2 separate regions of the Mus musculus genome follow, and region 2 is linked to region 1. The links are chromatin contacts, called in public promoter capture Hi-C maps. All regions are on one chromosome and are shown on one strand. Each heading gives the region's core, a stretch centred on a gene start, on an enhancer-like site or on the middle of the called end of the contact. The rest is flanking DNA. Distances are from core to core; before and after follow the strand shown.

Region 1 (6,354 bases), core at 3,194-5,693:
AGGCAGGTAGACTCGGCGGAATGCGGGGCAATGGTGTAGAACCACATCGCACACGCTGAAGCGCAGCACATCGGCCTCTAGACGCTGCTCCAGGTCGTGAAGGAACCTGCCAGGAGGGCCAAGGTCAAGGACAGCAGCACTACAGACTTCTGTCCCCACTCAGACTGGCCAGGTCAATCCCTCACCTCTCACTGGTGCTCTTGACCTCGGGCAGTTTTGAAAATAGCCACTGCTTGTCCTGAGTCCCCAGACACTCGCTCAGCTCCACGGAACCTAAGAAGTGACCCACGGCCACCGACAGGCTATGGATGTAGGAGGCCTCCGAGGTAATCAGCTCAAATTTGGCCTGAGGGAGGAGGCCGGGTGATCAGGGCAGAGTCAGGCCACCCAGGACCCCGGTCTCCCGCGAAGAGGCAGCCTCTGTAGACAGCATTTCCCTGCCCTCCTCAGCCCTTCGGATAATCTGGCGCCAGGTGGAGCCCGGGCACACCCTAGCTACCAGCTGACAAGTTCTGTTAAGGTAGGTCTTTCCCTGAGGGCACCCCGCTAACCCCTCCTCCCCTATAGCTTTAGCCCCGTCCCAGCCAACGAGGGTGTGGTCTATAGCCCCGCTCCTGTGTCACCTGCCCTCTCCCTTGGCTTCCCCCTAAGGCTTATTGGACCCTTACTTTCCCAGGTCCTCCCACCCACTCTCCACATTGATAGTGCCTCACCCCTACTAATCTCCCCTAATCGCCGGCGCTTGGCCACGCCCTGTCCTTGGCTCCGCCCCTTCGATCCCCTCCAGGCTTCACTATTAGTTTGGGGGAGTCTTACTTTCCCAGGACGTCTCACCCACCCTTTGGGCTTTGACAGTCCCCGAGTCTGGCTGAGCCACTGGACGTCTGGCCCACCCCCTTGTCATAGGCTCCTCCCTACATTTTAGACCCACCCGTCTATTTCTCCAGGCTCTGCGGCTAGCCTTTCCTTCCCAGGTCTCCCCGCCCCCGCCACACACACACCGACCCACCCTGCAAGTTGACAGCCCCTCACCTCCCCTCAGATCCCATCACCTGCTTCTGGCCTCGCCCTGTTCTGGGCTCCACCCGTCTGCCCTGTCTCTTGGCTTCCCCAACGGGCTCCTGAGTCCTTTTCTTCTTCCAGGTTCTCCCACCCCTTCTCCACGTTGACAGCCCCTTATTCCTCTCGGATCCCCGCCCCCTTCCTCTAGCCCTGCCCCTCACCTCCTGCAGCTTGCAGTCGCGCAGGCTCAGCGTGGCCAGGACGCCACTGCCGCGCACGTCGGGGATGTCCTGCCACAGCGAGAAGGTGGAGCCCCGCGTCGAGCGTTGCGCGCGGAAAGAGCTGCTCGGGGAGAGGTTGGCGCGCGGTGGCCCGGGCCCCTCCTCCGCGCCCTCCGCTCCGTCCCCGGGGCCCTCCTCCTCACGCTGCTGCCGCCGCAACTCGCGCGCGCTGGCCACGTCGCTGTACTCCTGGTAGAGGACAGCTGGGCGGGGCGGGGAGCGGGAGCTCTTTACCCTTGCCAGAAACACTAATTGGGCGCCAACTGTACGCCAGCCCACCTGCTAGTCCCTGGGAGTGCAATTCTCTTCCTTGCAGCACACTGTCTCTACCTCCCAGCTCCCCCCAAAGCGGGATCCCCAGTTTCCAACGTCCCCGGCCCCCATCTCCCCAGAGCCCCTCGCAGCATCTTCGCACGTACAATTAAGGAGGAAGCGGGACTGGCGCCTCTCAGTGGCGCTGCTGGGATCCTGAGTCGGCTTGTCTTGCGTGTCCAGCCTAGGAAAGAGCGTCAGGACCTCTTTGCATCCCTCCCCAACCCGAGCCCCAAGAGAGAGGTGGGTACCTGGGTTCCACCAGACCACCGTGGACCTCGTTTAGATCGACGGGTCCTGGAAGCGACACACTGTCCGCCCTTGTCTCGGCTCTTCGGGATTCCCTCACGGGCAGTTTCCCTACAGAAAACAAGAGCTGGGGTTGGGCGATACAGAGAACAACACGGAGCACCTGGCTGATCACCCGAAGACCTTAACACGGGTGGGTAGGCTGTGCCCTGCCTGCCTAGTTCAGGCTACTCTCAGAGCCCGGAGAATAGCTGGTACCTTCCCGGATGGCTCCAGCACCTGAGCCCGAGGTCAGAACCCTGGTGGCAGTGCTGCGCCCCAAGCGCAGAGAGGAATGCAGCCTAGTCATCAGCTCTGAGGCCGAGAAACGCCTTCGCTCCGGTGCCTCAAGGCCCCCTCTGGCGTTCCCAGAAAGCTCCTGGGGCCCGGGCTCTAGAGCACACAGAGCCTGCTCTTGCGCAGCCTGGCCAGTCTCCAGAAGGCCCGTAGGGGTCTCGGTGCCGGTGGCCTCTTCGTTATGATACACCTGCATCTTGCGCCCTAAGGGTGAGGATAAAATAACACCTGTCACCCCCTGTAGTCTGCCCCATCTTCCTCCTTGTGGCGGCATGACCCTGAACATCAAAATAAGGTCCCCAGGGCAATGAGATCATCGCAAGAGCTTTACATAGAGACTAGAGGGCCTGACAAGGGAACAGGGAAATAGGGGCTGCCAGGCTAGTTATGTAATCCTGACAAGTCACTTGGGCTCTATGAGCCATCTTTCCCTTGTCCCTAAAACTTGCCCTGCCTTTTGGGGCATTCCGGAGTTTAAAGGGTTCAAAAAGAGCCACCAAGTCCCTCCCCTGGCTGCCCCTCCCCCCCCCCATCGTGACTCACAGGCTGACTTCTCTGAGCCACTGTGGCTGGCCCTGCGTTGGGGCTGCATGTGCTGAGAACTCCACGGTTCCACCAGAGTTGGGGGCTGGGCACCAGGACAGTGAGGCCAGCTGCCAGCCCTGCCGGGTCTCATTCCTCCACTGGTGGAGGCGATATGGGTATCTGGGCCTCCTGGGGACGTCGGCCATAACAGTCCTTGGAGAGGGGCAGGGGTTGCCAGGGACCAGCGGCTACCGGGAGCTTGCAGCTCCTCTGGAGCAATGGGAAAGAGATCCACACACAGTCGGCTCGGAGGCAGCTCCACGAAGGACAGGCTCTCCTGCTGGCACACAGCTACTGGGCGACGGGCGGTGCCAGGTGGTCCAGCCAAGTGAGGCTGGAGGGTTGCAGGTGGCCCACAGTCCATTCCTTCTTTACTCTGTCACCCTCCTGGGCCTGCAGGAGAGAAGGTGTCAGACCCAGATATAGTACGACAGGGAGGGACAGTGAGCCACCATGTCCTGGAGGCCCGCACAGACCCTCATGCACACATGTGCACAGGACACAGATACACTCACATGTCTGTTTAATAAACGCCAGTAGGAATCACCAGCACTTAGCAGATGAGGAAGCACCCACATAGCATCTCATTTAATCTCCATCGACTGACTTAAGGAACTGACGCCTGTAGGTGAGAGAGCCAAATGGCAGAGCCAGGATTCTCACACAGGTGTCACGGCTTCCAAAGCTGCGTTCTTAGCCACCTAGGAAATTCTCTCACATGTGGACATGTGACCAGACATACAGATAACATACACTGTCACACGAATTCATGCTCCAGCACACAGACCCACATTTTCTTCTGGCAAACATAGTTTCACAGATAACTTGAAACATGTCAAACTCCAGTACCCGGTATACAGTCACCAGTCACATCCTTTTTGTTTTTTTTGGTTTGGTTTAGTTTGTTACACAAGCTTAGATTTTTCTCTTACTCTCTCTCTCTCTCTCTCTCTCTCTCGCTCTCTCTCTCTCTCTCTCTCACACACACACACACACACACACACACACAAGTTCCAGGCATGTACGCACATTCCAGGATGCAGATACACACAGCCCCCAATGTCTCATTCTGAAGTTATCCAACCCCTTCCATACCCAGACTTGAGGCCCTTCACGCTGAGTGATGCCTACAGCCTTGCCAAGCTGGCTGGGAGGGTCACAGACTGGCAGGAGGGCCACCACCCAGATTAGTCCCTCCCAGGAAAGAGCAGAGAGATGCCCAATCCCCAGTTTGGGGTGACTGAGGGGTTTATCCCCATTCCAGCTCCCAGACACTGGATCAAGCCAGGCAGAATGGGCCGTTTCTGGGCAGGACGCCATCCCTGGGCAGTGTGCCAGCACCCCAGGGCGGGATGGTGAGCCCAGTGGTCCAAGACCCTCAAACCTCTGCCCTGGGCCCTCTGTGGCCTCTCTCTTGCCCCTCACCTCTTCAGCTGAAGCTGCTGCCGCCTGCCTGCTCCGGCAGGGAAGCCCTGTCTCTGCCCAGCTGGCTGGGGGAGATCCCACCCAGACAAAGAGTTTGATTCATCAAACCCTGTGGTGAGGCAAAGAGAGGGAGGGAGCAGGCAGCGGGCTGGGGCTGGGCGGGGGCCTACACTTGCCTGGTTGCGCTGTGGGCAGTCTGGGCAGCGAGGACCCCTGCAGAGGCCCCTTGGCCAAAGGGGCAGTGCCCAGTCTGGCAGAAATAAGAGGGAGACCCAGAGAAATGGCGGCCTTAGAGACAACAGCTCAGGAACTGGCTCTGGAGACTCTGAAGAAGAGAAACCACAGAGGGTGAGACCCTTGAGGCCCCGGGGACAGGCTGAGGCTGAGACACCTCAAATCTCAGACTGGTCCAGATTCCCAGGCAGATGAGAAGTCCCGAAAACAAACAAACAAACAAACACAGGGAGACTGACTGGGGTGAAGAAATAATAGCTCAGTGGGGTTGCCTGGTGGAAGAGCCGAAACAAAAGCTGTTAGAATCTGAGTTGGCATGAAGCAAACCACAGGCACTAACACAGAAGGGGGCTGGGCCCAGTCCAGTCTCAGTATGCCAGGAAGGCTTCCTGGAGGAGATCCCAGCTTACTGTTGCAAGGTTCAAACCCTCAAGGACTCAGTACAAAAAGATGGAGCATTGACCCCAGGCCGGAACCAGCAACATCAGGGTGCGTCTGGTATATGAGAGTTGGGGCTCCCCACTGTACCCCAGCTTCTTCTCTCAGTTTGGGGGGGATTGAGGGAGAGGCTGGCTGTTTCTCAGGGGCTCTCTCCCAAAAAACTGCTGTACCTCACTCCCTTGTTTAGCCCTTGTCCCTTAGGTCTATAAGTACTAATCTGGGTAGCTCACTCAACCTAAAGTAGGAGAGTTGGTACCCACTTCCTGATGCTAATACAAGAATTAACAGCAATGCCTCAGGTACAGGGCACTGTGAGCCTTGTCTCTGGTAGGCGGTCCCCTGAGTGTCATCTCACTTTTTGGTGGAGGATGCCTTGGGCCAGCAGCCAGTAGTAGGAGCAAGCAGAAGGGGGGCAGAGTCAGCTCCTGTCCAGCACACAGGTCTCTTTTAGGTGTAAGTGCATACTCGGGCCTAGAATCCCCCCTCCACGCCCCCCGGAGAACAACTCCTGTCCACCATGATTTATGAAGTTAAATAAGCAAAACATCAGATCTTAAGGCAGAAGCATCTTCAGACCTCAGAGGAGAAGGCTGAAGGAGGAGCTAAGGGCTTTCAGGAAGACAGGATAAAGAGATGTGTCAGGGGTGGGCAAGCTGGTCTGCTTCCACAGTGCTCAGGCCTGGAAAGGTCATGGCTAGACAGGGGTTCCAAGCCAAGCAGAGTGTCAGGAAGAGGACATGGGAGTTGCCTGTCAAGCTGGGGCGCCAGCCCAGTAGCTTCTCAGGATGCAGACCACCCAACGCTGATGTTAGTGATTTAGGTCCAGAGCTGGGTTTAATACTGGGTAGCACTTCTCTGATGATAATATAAAAATGAAAGTCTCAGGGACTTCAGGTGGCTGGGTACCCAGATGTGACCCCAGGACACACTAGAGCTCTTGAAGCAAGGATCCCTCTGGAAACCAGGGTTTGAGGTCCTGTGTTGACACTGACCAAGCCCATCCTCAGGCCTTGGTATCCTCATGTGACAGGTGACCCTCAGGTCCCCCTTTATGAAACCTGTTTCATAGGTGTCTCTGCAGGCTGAGAAGGATCGGCAGAGGCCAAGGGATGGTCTCTACTAGTTAGAGAGGGTAACCAGCCTGCCTAGCAAGTTGCCAGAGCATCCCTAGGCACTGCTGTTGTCTGGGACAGCACCTCTGGCCCTGGTACCCAGCCCTCCCTCCCTCCCTGCTCCATGCCCTTTGGCTGCCTGCTCAGAGGAACAGACCCTGCCAGATTCCCTTGTTCCTTAAGGGACAAAACCTAGTTGGAGGTCATGGCCAGAAAGGGGGTTCCAAGCCAAGCAAAGTCCCAGGAAGGCAAGAATGGACTGAAGCCAGAAACAGCAGGCAGACAGCACAAAGGACTCCCTCGGGATACAGGAAGGGGAGGACGGTTGCTGACCCAGGGCCCTACCTCAGCCGGGGAGCTCCTCCGTCAAGCTGCTG
Region 2 (6,019 bases), core at 2,028-4,527, 380 kb before region 1:
CCATCTCTCCAGCCCCTGTATTTTGTTTTTGAGACAAGGTCCTACTGTACATCTCTGGCCGGCCTGGAACTCACAGGGAAAAATCTGCCTCAGGCTCCTGGGATTAACGGCATGTGCCACCACAGCCAGGGAGAGGGACTGTTTTATGCAGTGCTCCCTGCACCCTGTCATTCTGGGGCGGCTCTAAACTGAGCCAGAGATGGAAAACAGTCAAGAACAGATCTCCTCGCCCAGTGAATTCCAGGTCGACTGGAGAGCTGAGCCTCGGGGTCTGTGCGCTGAACAGGGGGGAAACTCGCAACGTGGAAAATGTTCCCAAAGGGGTGTGCAGGGCCCTGAAGGTCTTCCAGGCTCCTGGGAGAACAGCCAATAGCCCTGTGCTTTTCTGCTTGTCTAAACACAGGTAGACCTTCCTCACAAGGCCATCCATGAAGCTTCCATCAAGCAGAAATTTGAAGACGCCCTGAGCCTCATCCACAGCGCCTGGCAGCGGAGCGACAGTCTCTGCCGCGGCAGGGCCTCCCGGGACCCCTGGTGCTGAGGCGTGGCTGGGCAGCACTGTGGGCAGACCAGAAGGAGGCAGGCTGACTGACTTCTGCACTGCGTTGTCCCACTGTGGTGTTTCGGGGCCGGGGGTCGACAGCCCACTGCTGCCTTGGGGCGGCAGAACCACATAGTGCGGCTAGAGACAGGAGTTCAGAGTCAGTGCCTGGCACCGTAGGCACCCTGCCCACTGGTAGTGACTAGCGGTCACTGGGGCAGAAGGTCTGAGCCCTGTGGGCTCTGTAGACACTTGGTGTCCCCTGGCCACCATTGAGTCCTCACCATCTGCTCAGGGTGACAGAGAGAATGACAACATACATTTAAGAGGGAGCAAAGAGACGGGGAGGGTGGGTGCGCCATCTTCCTTTCCTGGGTCAGGGGCCTGGGCGGATGGTCAGGGCCCCCTGGGGGGTCCTGAGTGCCCAGCCACCCTTGTTCATTTTTGAACAGTGTCCCAATCACACAAAGAAAGACAAACACTAGGGATCTGTGCATGCCCCCCTCACAAATCCACCCCATGCACAGCCTGGGCCCAGCCCGCAGCCCTCCAGGGCTGCCAGGAGGCCCTGCATGTCCACAGCCCCGCCTCTCCTCTTCCTCAAATACAGCAGAGCTTGTAGAACCAGGGGTCAGTTGGCTCCTCTTGCCAGGAGCAAAGGAGAGGGTCAGAGAGAGGAGCGGAGCCCATGAGCGTGGTGGCTTCTTTGACATCTGACGACCAACCCCTGCTTGGCTGGGGCTGGCCCTTCTTGAGGTCTCTGTTAGGTCCCTTGAGGGACAGGTCAGGTGGATTGGGTTTTGTTTTTTAAAATAAAATTGATGTTATATTGCTGAGACTTGTCGCTGACCCTCTTTCGGTGTGAGGGGGGTGGAGGAGCGTCCCACCCCCTCCCCATCGCCATTGTCTGGGCGGGCATACATACACAGAGACACACAGAGAGAAAGAGGGAGAGGGAGAAGAATCAGCCCCAGGTTGGCCTTGGCCACTCTGCTCTGCTGCCTGGAGGAGGAAGGGCCTGGAAGTCCCTGTGCCTTCCGGTTTCCTGCAGGGCCACCACAAGAGGGAGCCTGGTGGCTTGGTTGTTAAGGTAAATGGCTAGAGCCACCAGGTTTACTCCCCTAGGGGCCCTCATCATTCCATTTCATCCCAAACAGGGACTCTGCAGTTTGGGGTGAGCGTAACTGAGGCACTAGAAGTCGGGCCACAGGAGGGGTGTGGACCACCTTCCACTGGGTGCAGCAGGCTTTTGACACGTCACTCTCCCGGGGCCTTTCTGGACTCTCCCCTCCCCTCCTGTGCAGCACCATCTCCACAGAGGTTACCTTCCCTCACGAGTGGTGAAACCAGGAAACGGAAAATTCTAGAGCTAAGCACTTGTACGGTTTTTAAATACGCACACTGGTTTGCATACTGTGTGCGGCCTGCACAGATGTGGCTCATCCGGTTGTCGAGTGTCTCTGCTGCGTACACCATTAGGCACCTGGCTTTCACATCGACTGGGGGTGGGGCAGGATTTGTGTTCAAGTGACCCTTTTTAAAATAATGGCCCCTAAAGTTGCCCTCAGTGTCTGTCATGTGTGTATCCTCTCTCACATACACATGCACACACACAGGATAACCTAAGCTATCTAGAGAGACTCTGTCTTTTAAAAAAGGAATTCACATCAATGGTGTTTCTGGTGCATGCCTTTAACTCCAGCACTTGGGAAGCAGAGGCAAGCAGATTTCTGTGAGTTCCAGGCCAGTCTGATCTCCATAGTTCCAGGACACCAAAGCTACACAGAGCAACCCTGTCTTAAAATAAAATAAAATTAACGGGATTGGAGAAATTATTCAGTGGTTAGAGCACTGAACTAGCTGTTCTTCCAGAGGTCCAGGGTTCAATTCCCAGCACCCACCTACATGGTAGCTCAGCCCCCAGACCCGTGTGTAACTCCAGTTCCAGAGTATACAGCGTCCTCTCTGACCTCCATGGACACCAGGCTCACACACACATGTAGGCAAAACATAAGAACGTAAGAGACAAAGCAGGCCAGGTTTGTGTTGCCAGCACTGGGGGGGGGGGGGGGCAGAGGCAAGTGGAGCCAGTCACCAGTTTGGAGGTGGCCCGGGCAGCACAGTGAGTCCTTGAGAGAGAGACACCATCACAGGAAACTGAACGATCTCACCCATGGCTCTGCAGGGCTCTGAGGCCCTCCCTTGCATTCACTCCTGTTGAACTGTAAAGCCGGGTGTGGTGGCGCACAACTCTAATCCCAGCACTGGGGAGGCAGAGGCGGGCGGATCTCTGTGCGTCTATGGCCACCTGATCTACATAGCTAGTTTCAGGCCAGCCAGGGTTATATAGAGAGACCTCGCTTCAAAGAAAAAAGATATTAAGTGAATAAACCTTTGAGAGAGATGAGAGAGAATAGGGCTATAATCTGGCAGAGGTTAAAACGGCACAGTTGCTGGTTGGCCACGCTTACAGCCAAGACACCACAAGCCTAGGGCTTTTAGCTGGAGCCCTACAGGGACAGGAGATGGAACAGGAAGTCTAGAGGACAAGGAGGGGTGCCCTCCCCTACTCTAGCTTGGCTCTTTCTTCCTGCCCACTGTCCTTCCAGTCACAAGTGACCTTTCCTCCAGATCCCATGGCCCAGGCCCGCCCTGGCCAGCAGCAGCTGGGATTGGTCTGAGCCAGAGGAGGTGTGTCCAGATTCCCATAGCCCTGCTGATGAACAGCAGGTGGAGTTCCAAGACAACCAGGGGCCACCAGCCAGTGGCAGGATCTCTGCCCTCTAGACATGGTGCTGGCCCCCTTTGATCCCCAGCCCTGTGACCATGCAGAGGTACAGACTGCCTAGAGACTACCATCTATAGCCTGTGCCATGAAGCCAACTCAGGCACAGATGGCTCCTGCCATGGATTCGAGGGAGATGGTGTCCCCGGCTGTGGACCTGGTGCTGGGTGCCTCAGCCTGCTGCCTGGCCTGTGTATTCACCAACCCCCTGGAAGTGGTAAAGACCCGTCTACAACTGCAGGGGGAACTGCAGGCCCCAGGCACCTACCCACGGCCCTACCGGGGCTTTGTGTCTTCTGTTGCAGCCGTGGCCCGGGCAGATGGGCTATGGGGCCTGCAGAAGGGGCTGGCTGCTGGCCTTCTCTACCAGGGCCTCATGAATGGTGTCCGTTTCTACTGCTATAGCCTGGCATGCCAGGCTGGCCTCACCCAACAACCAGGCGGCACTGTGGTCGCAGGCGCTGCGGCTGGGGCATTGGGGGCCTTCGTGGGGAGTCCTGCTTACCTGGTAAGTGTCTTCTCCTTCCTTTATAGCTCCGTGGCCAACGTGACCAGTGGACTTTGTGGCCCTGGGTTGGGCGTGTCAGTTTGGGAGGGGACTGTTCGCTGGGAATATCTGGCTCAGACCTGAAATCTGCCCTCACTCTGACCCTTGCTTCTTTGGGAGCCATGTCCACTGGTCTTTGCTGGGAGAGGGAGCAGGTTATGGAGTAGGTAGATTCTAGTCCTCGCTTGCCTGTGGTGGCACCTAGGGAGCCTGGCATACAGTAAGAATAAAACCTGCCACAGAGCAGAGGGTTGTTGTGTCCTGGTCTAGCCACTGAATGCTTTACTCTGTCCTTGAGAGTGGCAACACAGTCCCAAAGATCTCCTTAAGAAACCTGAGCCACCAAGATGTATGCCAGGCCTCAGGATGTGGCTCAGTTGGTATTGTGTTTGCCTGACATGTACTAAGCCCTGGGTATGTTCCCAAACACAACATAAACCAGGCATCGTGGCACCGCCTGCCTACCCATAAGCCCAGTATTTGAGAGGTGGAGACAGGAAAATCAGAATTAAGGTCATGGTGACAAGACCTATTTGGCGCCAGCCTGAGGTACGTGATGAAACACAATGTCTCAAATTTTAAAATAATAAAACTGAGCTCTGGCCAACCAAGACTGCCTCCGAGCTTCAGATGTGGGGGTCAGGGATACTATGCAAGGGGAGGGGCTCACACACACTCCTCTCAGTTTCCAGGCTCTATCCTAGAGCTCCCATCTGCTCTGAACTTGCAGGTCAAGACACAGCTGCAGGCTCAGACAGTGGCTACTATGGCCGTGGGGCATCAGCACCAGCATCAGGTAAGATACCTTCCCCGGGACCCGGGGCTCCAGGTTGTGCAGGCGCAGTGGCTCTCTAGTGACCCATACCATCTCCTCCTTGCAGGGTGTCCTGAGTGCCCTGGAGACCATCTGGCGCCAACAGGGCATGCTGGGGCTGTGGCGGGGTGTGGGTGGGGCTGTGCCCCGAGTCACAGTAGGTTCAGCTGCCCAGCTGGCCACCTTTACCTCTGCCAAGGCTTGGGTACAGGATCGACAGGTAAGGAGCTGGGAACACTGACACAGACAGGGAATGGGAGGTTTCCTGCCTCTGTCACACAGGGTTGGTGACAAATGGGGCCCCCCCAAAAAAAAAACCTGGTCTTGTTGAACATGGCAAGATGCACTTACGTTCCTAGGCCCATGCTACTACCTACATGAGGAAGAAAGACAGGGGAAAAATGGAAAAGGAAAAAGGGAGGGAGGGGCAGAGAGGAGGAAAAGGAAGGAAGGAAGATGGAAGGAAGAAAGAAGGGGAGGAAGGGGAGAGGGGTTGCAGCTAGGACAGTGATCCTCACCTGTGATCTCAGAACTTAGAAGGTGGAGGCAGGAGGATTGCAAGTTGGAGAACACCTGCTGCATAGCAAGATCTGTCTCAACCAAGAGAGAATGTACATGTTTGAGGAAGGATTGTATAGAGGGAGGAAGAAAATAAAGTTGTTAGCTCTGCCATTATAGTTGCGACCTAGCCTTTGTGTCCCACAGGAGTTGGGGGGGGGGCGGTCATCGGTGAACTCTAAAATCATGAGGGAATGCAGGGTTGGCATCGGGAGTTGGAAATGGCTGGAGAGGTCTGATTTGGTTGCCCAGCTCAGCCCTTCCAGCCCTCGTGGGCTTGGGGCAGGGGGGAGAGCACAGTAGGGGTGAGTATAGGCAGTGGGTAAGGTGAACAGCCTGTGCCATCTCCACAGTGGTTTTTGGAGGACAGCTGGCTGGTGACCCTGGCTGGTGGCATGATCAGCAGTATAGCCGTGGTTGCAGTCATGACACCCCTGGACGTCGTCAGCACGCGGCTGTACAATCAGCCAGTGGACAGAGCTGGCAGGGTGAGCAGGGGACAAAGGGAACAGGGACATACACACACACACATGGAGCCACCAGGGAACACACACCATATTCACAACACATTAACAGGCAAGTCCCAAGTTCTTTGGGTTTTATTCTGTTTCCTGATGAAGAAATCAACTCAGAGAGGTCCAGTGACACGGCTGAGGTCACCCAGATGTCGTTAGAAAGGACAGGGTTGACCGGGCAGTGGTGGCGCACGCCTTTAATCCCAGCACTTGGGAGGCAGAGGCAGGCGGATTTCTGAGTTCGAGGCCAGCCTGGTCT

What was found. Capture Hi-C pulls out chosen DNA fragments and counts their contacts.
Region 2: a contact with region 1 is called in a promoter capture Hi-C map of adipose tissue. The contact joins the promoter of Slc25a34 here to the promoter of C630004L07Rik in region 1. A contact is called at or near these places in 1 of 39 promoter capture datasets (embryonic stem cells), 4 of 115 datasets of contacts at active chromatin or transcription factors (astrocytes, embryonic midbrain, kidney and 1 more) and 3 of 9 other capture datasets (adipose tissue, embryonic stem cells and liver).

Annotation. Positions count from the first base shown.
Region 1 is chr4:141,242,979-141,249,332 of GRCm38.p6, reverse strand. C630004L07Rik (RIKEN cDNA C630004L07 gene) reads left to right here and starts at 4,443. Exons shown (of 2, transcript NR_165245.1): 1 at 4,443-4,538. Arhgef19 (Rho guanine nucleotide exchange factor (GEF) 19) reads right to left here. Exons shown (of 18, transcript NM_001379647.1): 3 at 4,367-4,515; 4 at 2,724-3,158; 5 at 2,103-2,384; 6 at 1,847-1,955; 7 at 1,703-1,779; 8 at 1,224-1,486; 9 at 186-346; 10 at 1-106. The coding sequence starts at 3,129. It overlaps Gm52686 (a long non-coding RNA gene), which reads left to right and starts at 341. Exons shown (of 2, transcript XR_003955161.1): 1 at 341-520; 2 at 1,144-1,373.
Region 2 is chr4:141,621,092-141,627,110 of GRCm38.p6, reverse strand. Slc25a34 (solute carrier family 25, member 34) reads left to right here and starts at 3,277. Exons shown (of 5, transcript NM_001013780.1): 1 at 3,277-3,834; 2 at 4,604-4,669; 3 at 4,755-4,907; 4 at 5,599-5,733. The coding sequence starts at 3,415. It overlaps Plekhm2 (pleckstrin homology domain containing, family M (with RUN domain) member 2), which reads left to right. Exons shown (of 20, transcript NM_001033150.2): 20 at 404-1,376. The coding sequence ends at 541.